Regions from separate parts of the Mus musculus genome. Here region 1 is linked to region 2. A link is a contact called in public HiCAR-type data. All regions are on one chromosome and are shown on one strand. The core of a region is the stretch at or near the end of the contact, and the rest is flanking DNA. Distances in the headings are between cores, read along the strand shown.

Region 1 (3,656 bases), core at 539-3,038, 590 kb after region 2:
CTGGGGTACTATGTCAATATTTGGGTGGGAACATTCACAATTTCTTCAGCAGCCATGTAGTATAATGTTTAAGAGTGGATTACAGGAATTCAGATTTTAAAAATTTAAATAATCCTGTTTCAAAATTTTAAACTAACCATCTTTCCTATCAGTAATTAGCTGGTATTTAGGTTACAGAACTCTGGGTACCAGTATCTCATCTGTAAAGTAGATATTAGAAAATTAAGCTATCATAAGCGAATATCATTTACAACCAGCTCAGGTACTTATAGCTCAATCTAATTTGGAATAGACAATAATTGTACAGACCTCTAACCTCAGTTAAGCCCTAATATTAGGAATCACTGATATTAAAAAGGCCACTTCTACTTTGGAGGAATAATTTAAGCAGAATCAATAATTTGTCTATGAAGACAAGAAAAAAAGACAGTGAAGAATATAGTATATAGCTTTAAGAGCCAAATACTAAGAAACACGGGTTTTATTCCTCTTCTAACTTAGGAAAGCCAAAGTTCTAAGCTTTAAGTTTCTCCTTATACTTTTCTTTTTCCTTCTTTTTTACCATCTTATCATTTCTAGGGGGAGTAAGACACAAACTAGGACAGTTATAGGGTATACCTAAACCAAGAAAGCACACTGGAATTAACACATGAAGATGAGTAATTGAATACTATTAGAGGAAATGTAATTTTTATTCACCTGAAATAATATATCATGGTCTGTGAAAATGGATAAAGTCCGTATCCCTAAAATATATAGCATAAGCTCTAAAACTATATAGTTACTGTCTTTAGAATATCAGAGGGGAATTGTTAGTTATAGCCATAAAAACAAGTAACAAACATGCCTGCCGAGTGCTCTCCTGGGGGGGGTTGGGGGGGGTGCCCAAATGTCCAGGCACTTAGTTAAGTATACCAGAGAAGGATTTCAGAGTCTCTAATATGTAAGGGAAAAAAAAAAAAACTGTTTGATGGCATTTTACTAAACCATTTTCTAAAGTATTAAACATTATTAGAAGCAACAGACTCTAGCGCATCACTATACTTATTTAAACACACATCTGCAATCTATATAAGCATACTATTTTCTATATAAGAAGCAAAGTTCCAAGGTTGTCTCTACCTAAGGTTTTTAGTCAAAATGCAACCAATCCTGCAGAACTACTCACCAATCTTCAAGAAAATCTATTCATGTGTGTTCTATGTACTATATCATTTTTAATTCTGTGATACACATTATTTTACATGAAAAAAAATTAATATTGATAACAAGAAAGTGATTTAAAATTAAATTTACTACTTTCAAGAACACTAAAAACTGCACAGAGCAAAAAAGTAGGCAGTATCGCAACATGAAGTAAGTGCAGGCAGCTGACTTAGATAAGCTGGAGAAAACAGGGGAGGAAATCTAAGTTATAGACAATAGATAATGAAGGAGTTTTAACTAGACTAGCAAATCAGAACAATCAGACAAAAACTGTAAGAGCAGGAATGCACTGAAAGAGTTAAACTACACCAACTTACATGTAAAAGCTTTTATTACTTCTGCTCTAAAAAAGTCTCTAAGACACATGAAAGCCACCGTCCAACACAGAAATATTTAGAAAGCCTGTGCATAAGTTCAAATAAAGATTAAAAAACCATAACCTCCATTTCATCCTAATGCTTGTATTTGTTCTGAATAAATATGATGTGTCACATAAGAGGAAGATTTCTAAGCTTTCTCCTACCTCGGGTTTTTAGTCAAAATGAACGCAAACAATCACGTGGGACTCAGCCAAGCAGTGACGTTAAATTCTGCTCTGTCAGAGACAGCATCTGTCAAGCCCACATTTAAACTGCTGCCTGCCTGTGCAGCACGGAAGAACGGTGCATTTCACATTACAGACCAAAACCCCAGGAAAACAGCTCAAAAATCCTTCCTGCAGCTGCCAGGCAACCACGACGGAGAAAGGCAAAGCCTTTTTTTTTCCCCCAATGCAACTGAAACACTAAACCACAGCTCTGCTGCTTAACATTGCAGCTCAGCGCTATTACTAGAAATATGGATACTGAGAAGAGAATACAGCACTGCATTGTCCAGCCGGGAATACAGCAGATGTAAAGAGCTTCAATGCATCAACTGTCGGAAAGAGTCAACTGTGCACCAAATACAACAGACAGCTACAGCTCTTTTGTTTAGTGAAAGAGAGAAAATGAAAGAAAGGAAAAATCTCTGAAGACTATAAGATATAGACATATGAACAAGAAGGGTAACTTGAAGACACCCCGACAGATGGACACTTTGGATACTGTGAAAAGCAATCACAGGAGGCAGACTGTTGGGGGATGTGCGCATGTTCGATAGCATCGTTTTTTGCTGAAGTGATGGCGTGCCAAAAGTATTTTCAGTAGACATAATCCTCTCCATCTAATGGTCTGACCAAGAAAGAAAGGTATGTTGCTGTCTTGTGTATGATGTTCATTAAATGTGTTTTAATTTCCTAACCATACAGGCACTGATACACTTGATAAACAAGTTCATACAGTCCACTGCCCTTCAAACTATGAAAGGCTTTCTAAATACACGATTTTAAATTTGCCTTTTCTACTAGACAAGCTGTCGTTGCTTTATTCAATTAAATAACTGGGAGTAATTCTGCAGGATTGTAACATTACAAGGAAAACCAAATAGTAACTAGATTTACTGAAAAGAATGTCTGAGAAATTAAACTAAAAAGAAAAAAAAAAAGAGCTCTCTAGCCTTTTTTTTAAAAAAACAGCAATTCTCTAGCAAATTAGGTCAAATTGATTCCTTATCTAATAAATTAAAGCACCTTCTTTAAAATGGTTATCAAGAGACAGTGGGGTAAAATTATATTAAATAGCATAAATATGATCTTATTATCTTGAGGTATTTTTAGAAAATCTCTTCAAAACAAAATCTTAGTTCATAGTAATATATTCTCTGTAATATCTATCTCTTCAGAGAGAGATAGAAACAATTCAGGAGTACATCAGCAAATTTTAAGTGTTACTGAGCTACAAGGAGATACTACAAGTTACAACATTAGCCATCAGATTAAAACGCTAGTGAGTTTATGCAAAGCATAACACCACCACAGTAGTCAGTCACATGTTATTACAGTATCAATGAATACAACTTTAACAAAGAGAGATCAATAGTTGCTCTAAATAGATTGGTGAAACAGGGAGTTTTTAAGTAACAGAGTGATTCTAAATAATCAAGTGTAAGACTGTTCCTGGAGTTAATTATAAAAGTGAAATTAAAAAACTAACATACTTGCAAACTTTATATGCCCCAGTACAGGGGAATACCAGGGCCAAAAAGGGGGAGTGGGTGGGCAGGGGAGTGGGGGTGGGTGGATATGGGGGACTTTTGGTATAGCATTGGAAATGTAAATGAGTTAAATACCTAATAAAAAATGGAAAAAAAAAAACTAACATAAAATAGCTTAATATACAGCACATATTAATAATGGTCAAATACAAGGTCAAATAATATCCACAGTAGGTTTCTAAGCTTTATTTACATGTGATAATGACCTGCCTACTGCCTCTACATGTGTCTGCAGGACAGAATAAACTACCCTGGGAACAATCAACGTTAGAGTGCTCGGGGTCAGGGACTCAAAGATATTCCTAAAATCTTACAAA
Region 2 (3,570 bases), core at 449-2,948:
CAGACACTATCTTGTGTTTTAATTCAAGTAGATATGCCCACAACTGTTCCCTAGACAATGATGGATCCTGGACAGCATAAAGTAAACTGAGCACTCAGAGACATTCATTGCTGCTTGTTGGTCTTTTAACTAGAAAAACTGAAGTCTCTCCTTGGAAATAGAAACTGTAACTGTGGCATGCAAGTGGAAATGTACTTGGAGATTTGATAGAATGGAAATAAAGCCTTTAGAAGATTCCACCTGCGGATTCCACACAAAGAGGTATGTTGATTCTTCTCATCAGAAGCATACAGCATCAGTTAAGCCAACCTACCATCTAGAGATTTCAGTCCACCTGAAGGCTGCATTTAGATCATTAACCCTTCCAGAGAAAAACGTCAATTAACGAGAAACCTAATAATATTGATAAATCACATGCATAACTTCAAAAATGATTCCACTTACTTAAACCATAGCCAGTGAATTTGTTATACCTCCATACATTTAAAGCAGACCAGTCATCTTTCAGAAGTCTGTCAACAATGTTGACTAGGGAAACTTTGGACAAAACTCTTTTGGGGTTCTACATAGCATTTTTAACTTGTTGACCTAAACAACTGTATATAGGTCATTCTTATGCAGCAGTCCTCAATACTCATACCTGTTCACTGGTTCTAAGACCAGCTCTATTCTTTGTCCTCTATTAATACATAATGATCTTGGGTCCAAAAGATTACTCACCAGGTAAAGGTCCTTGTCATCAAACCAGATGCCAGGAGTTCAATCCCGAGGATGCACATGGTAGAAAGAAAACCAGCTTCTACAAGTAGTCCTCTGACCTCCACATTTGCATCCTGGCATTTGTACACCCATACACATACAAAGTAAACAAATGCCATAGCCAATGCAATCATTTTAAAAATAACTATTCAGGGTTCTATTTGCTTAAAACTTTGGTATCAAATACCAACTTCTCAACACTCTACACCATTTTCAGTAAATACTGGTATGGAAAACTGACTTTAATCATTCCTGTCTGCCAGACCCTTCGATATTCTTTGCTAGCACAGGAGTAGAATTACTATGGGCTGACACTGTGGAGGGAAGGGTGTGGATACCTCAAATTGTACTAACTGTCAGTAATGAGTCTATTCCAAGAAGTAAAGATTCTATATATCTCTGACTCAACAGATCTTACCCAACTATAATCTTAAATTGTTCCTATAATAAACAAGTTAATCAGTTTGTAGATGCAAGAATAGCTCCTCTTGTTACATGATGAAAGTTGTCTGGCTCTTGTTGCTGCAAGTCTAATCCCATTTACTCAACCCTACTTGGCTCTGATCTGTAGGTCTTATTCAAAAAATACAGGTTGAAGGACCAGACTGTTTGGGACAAGTTGTTCTCATAGCACAGAAAAAGGAACAGGGGCAAAAACTTCAATAGCTCTTTAAGCGTCTGCCAGAAGAGGTCAAATTTGCATCTCACTGTCCAAACCAAATATGAAAGACACGTTCAGTTTCTAGGAAAAGAGGAAGTATATTCCTTCCACAGTTGGAGACATCAAATTATATGGAACTGGGGAAAGAACGTCTGCTCTTTAAGAGCGTAGGGAGAAATAAATGTTAAGGCGAATGATGACCTCCCATAGAAGGTATGCAAACTTTTGTTCTGTGACTTCTCAGCTAAGTTCCCAGCAGCATACTAATGATTTGTCCTCTAAACTGTTTCTTTCTGCTTGGCATAGCCTGGTTCCATTTTAGTTTTCCTGGTACTTAGACTGAAGCATGGGGCTGAGTTCTGGTTAATGAGATGGGAAAAGAGCATGAGCTCCTGGGAGGTCTGGCCTGGAGTGGGCCCACCCAGAGTCTTCCATTCTCCTTTGTCTCTGAGGACCTCAGAGTACAGAGCTACAGAAGGAAGAAGGCAGAGCCTCCAGGTCACAGCTTGGACAAAATACAGTCCAATGAGTCTGTGACCAGTTACCCTGCAGGTACAAACTAGTCCAGCATTGCGGGATTTTTGTGTTTGTTTTTTGTTTGTTTGTTTGTTTGCTTGCTTTTTGTTTTTTAAGTATTAGCTTGACATAGACAAATTTGGGGCATAAATTTGAAGGTTTTGACATTGGTACATCCATTTTAAGGAGTTGACATTATATTGTCTGAAAGATAATCTAAAGTTTTAAGTGTTAATGTGCTAAGGCTATATGTGGGGTTCATAGCTGCAGTTTCTAGCTTCAGAGCAGATCTTAGGAATTTGAAGAGCTCATCTTTGCAAATGACCTAAATATTTACCCATAAAAGACAAAAGGGAGAAAGAGAAAGGACATGCCTGGTCTCACTTAATGTCTCCTCTTTAAAACTGCTTACACTAGCAAGTATATTTCATGGAGAAGGAGTCTGTCGCTTTTACAAGTCTTCACTTTTTTATTAAACTCTTGAAAGTGCTTGATTCAGACTTATACCTAAAAATATTGTCTGAACTTTTGCTTGGTTTGTTCTTGTTTGGTACACTCTTGACAATCAAAGAATAGAAACAAAAAATAATAATAATATGAGAGCAAGAAACAACCTTTCATGACAACACCTAGGCCACATACGATTTGTTTCCTGAAATTGGGGTCCCAAGGGACAATTCAGGCTTTGACCTTGCACTCACTGGAGGTGTTGCACCTGCACTCATAACGAGGTTCCCAGCCTTGGTCTCAGGCTCCTCTGTTCTGTAGCATGTCATTTTCTCTTTCTTGTTCCTTTTTTTCCCCTTTTCAGTCTATCATTTATTGCGGCTTGTTCTTTTAAACTGCTCTGTTGTTATCTGACACAGATAGCCTTTTGCTGGGCATTTTCCCTGAACAATTCTACTTTCTAAAGTTTGAGAAAATGTCACCTCAAACATGTGGCTGGGGTTTCTCTTCTGTTGTAAAAGGAAATAGTATTTGCAGTCAGATAAATTAAATAGACACTCCCACACACTCAAAAAAAATACTTCCCTATAAAATATGAAAATTTTCTCCTAATTGGAAGGGCTAGAAATTGTTCAGCTTCTGAATATACCACCATGTGAACCACCATGTGGTTGCTGGGAATTGAACTCGTTCACATATACACACAGGACAAAGACTAGGCTTCCTACTACTTTCATGATTTACTTAGCAGACAATGGGGACAAATTCTGTGTTGAAATGTTTATATTATAAGCCTATCTTTCAAAAAGCAACCAACACTACTATAGGGTTGAACAGAAATTGGCCCCTCCCTGTGACCCAGAAGTCACTAAATACCCAGAGCCCTTCAGAAATTCCTGTGAGCTTCATCAGTCTTTTTAATGAGGTGCACAATTGGGCTGGCAAGGTATCCAAGTGGGTCAAATCACTTGCCAGAACCCACTGTAGAAATGGAGAGCTTACTTGCAAAAGTTTGATCCGACCTCCATGAGCACTGACCTACATGTATGCACACATAGAACAATAACACCAACCACAACAACAACAAAAAAATCTATAAAATACACACTGTGTTTTTAATTGACTTTCTGCTTTTTAATACTGGAACAGGTAGGAATTCACTATAATTTTACTTGAGCTCTCTTACC

Evidence for each region. HiCAR-type assays count read pairs that join an accessible place to other places.
Region 1: a HiCAR-type map of astrocytes shows a contact between it and region 2, with 6 times the contacts expected there. The contact joins the promoter of B3galt2 here to the enhancer-like site in region 2. A contact is called at or near these places in 6 of 39 promoter capture datasets (the 3T3-L1 cell line, cranial neural crest, frontonasal cranial neural crest and 3 more), 3 of 484 Hi-C or Micro-C datasets (brain, cerebral cortex and forebrain) and 4 of 115 datasets of contacts at active chromatin or transcription factors (astrocytes, forebrain and neural progenitor cells).

What each region holds. Positions count from the first base shown.
Region 1 is chr1:143,638,909-143,642,564 of GRCm38.p6, forward strand. It overlaps B3galt2 (UDP-Gal:betaGlcNAc beta 1,3-galactosyltransferase, polypeptide 2), which reads left to right and starts at 1,789. Exons shown (of 2, transcript NM_020025.4): 1 at 1,789-2,434. The region is part of intron 10 of Cdc73 (cell division cycle 73, Paf1/RNA polymerase II complex component); the gene reads right to left.
Region 2 is chr1:143,052,018-143,055,587 of GRCm38.p6, forward strand. No RefSeq gene overlaps it. Among named protein-coding and RNA genes, the nearest start is that of Gm35244, 290 kb to the right of the region's middle. Within about 2 kb of position 1,699, at least 15 of the 459 cell types and tissues checked have an H3K27ac peak or open chromatin away from gene starts, as enhancers often do. A contact at or near this core is called in astrocytes and neural progenitor cells, where this site is marked.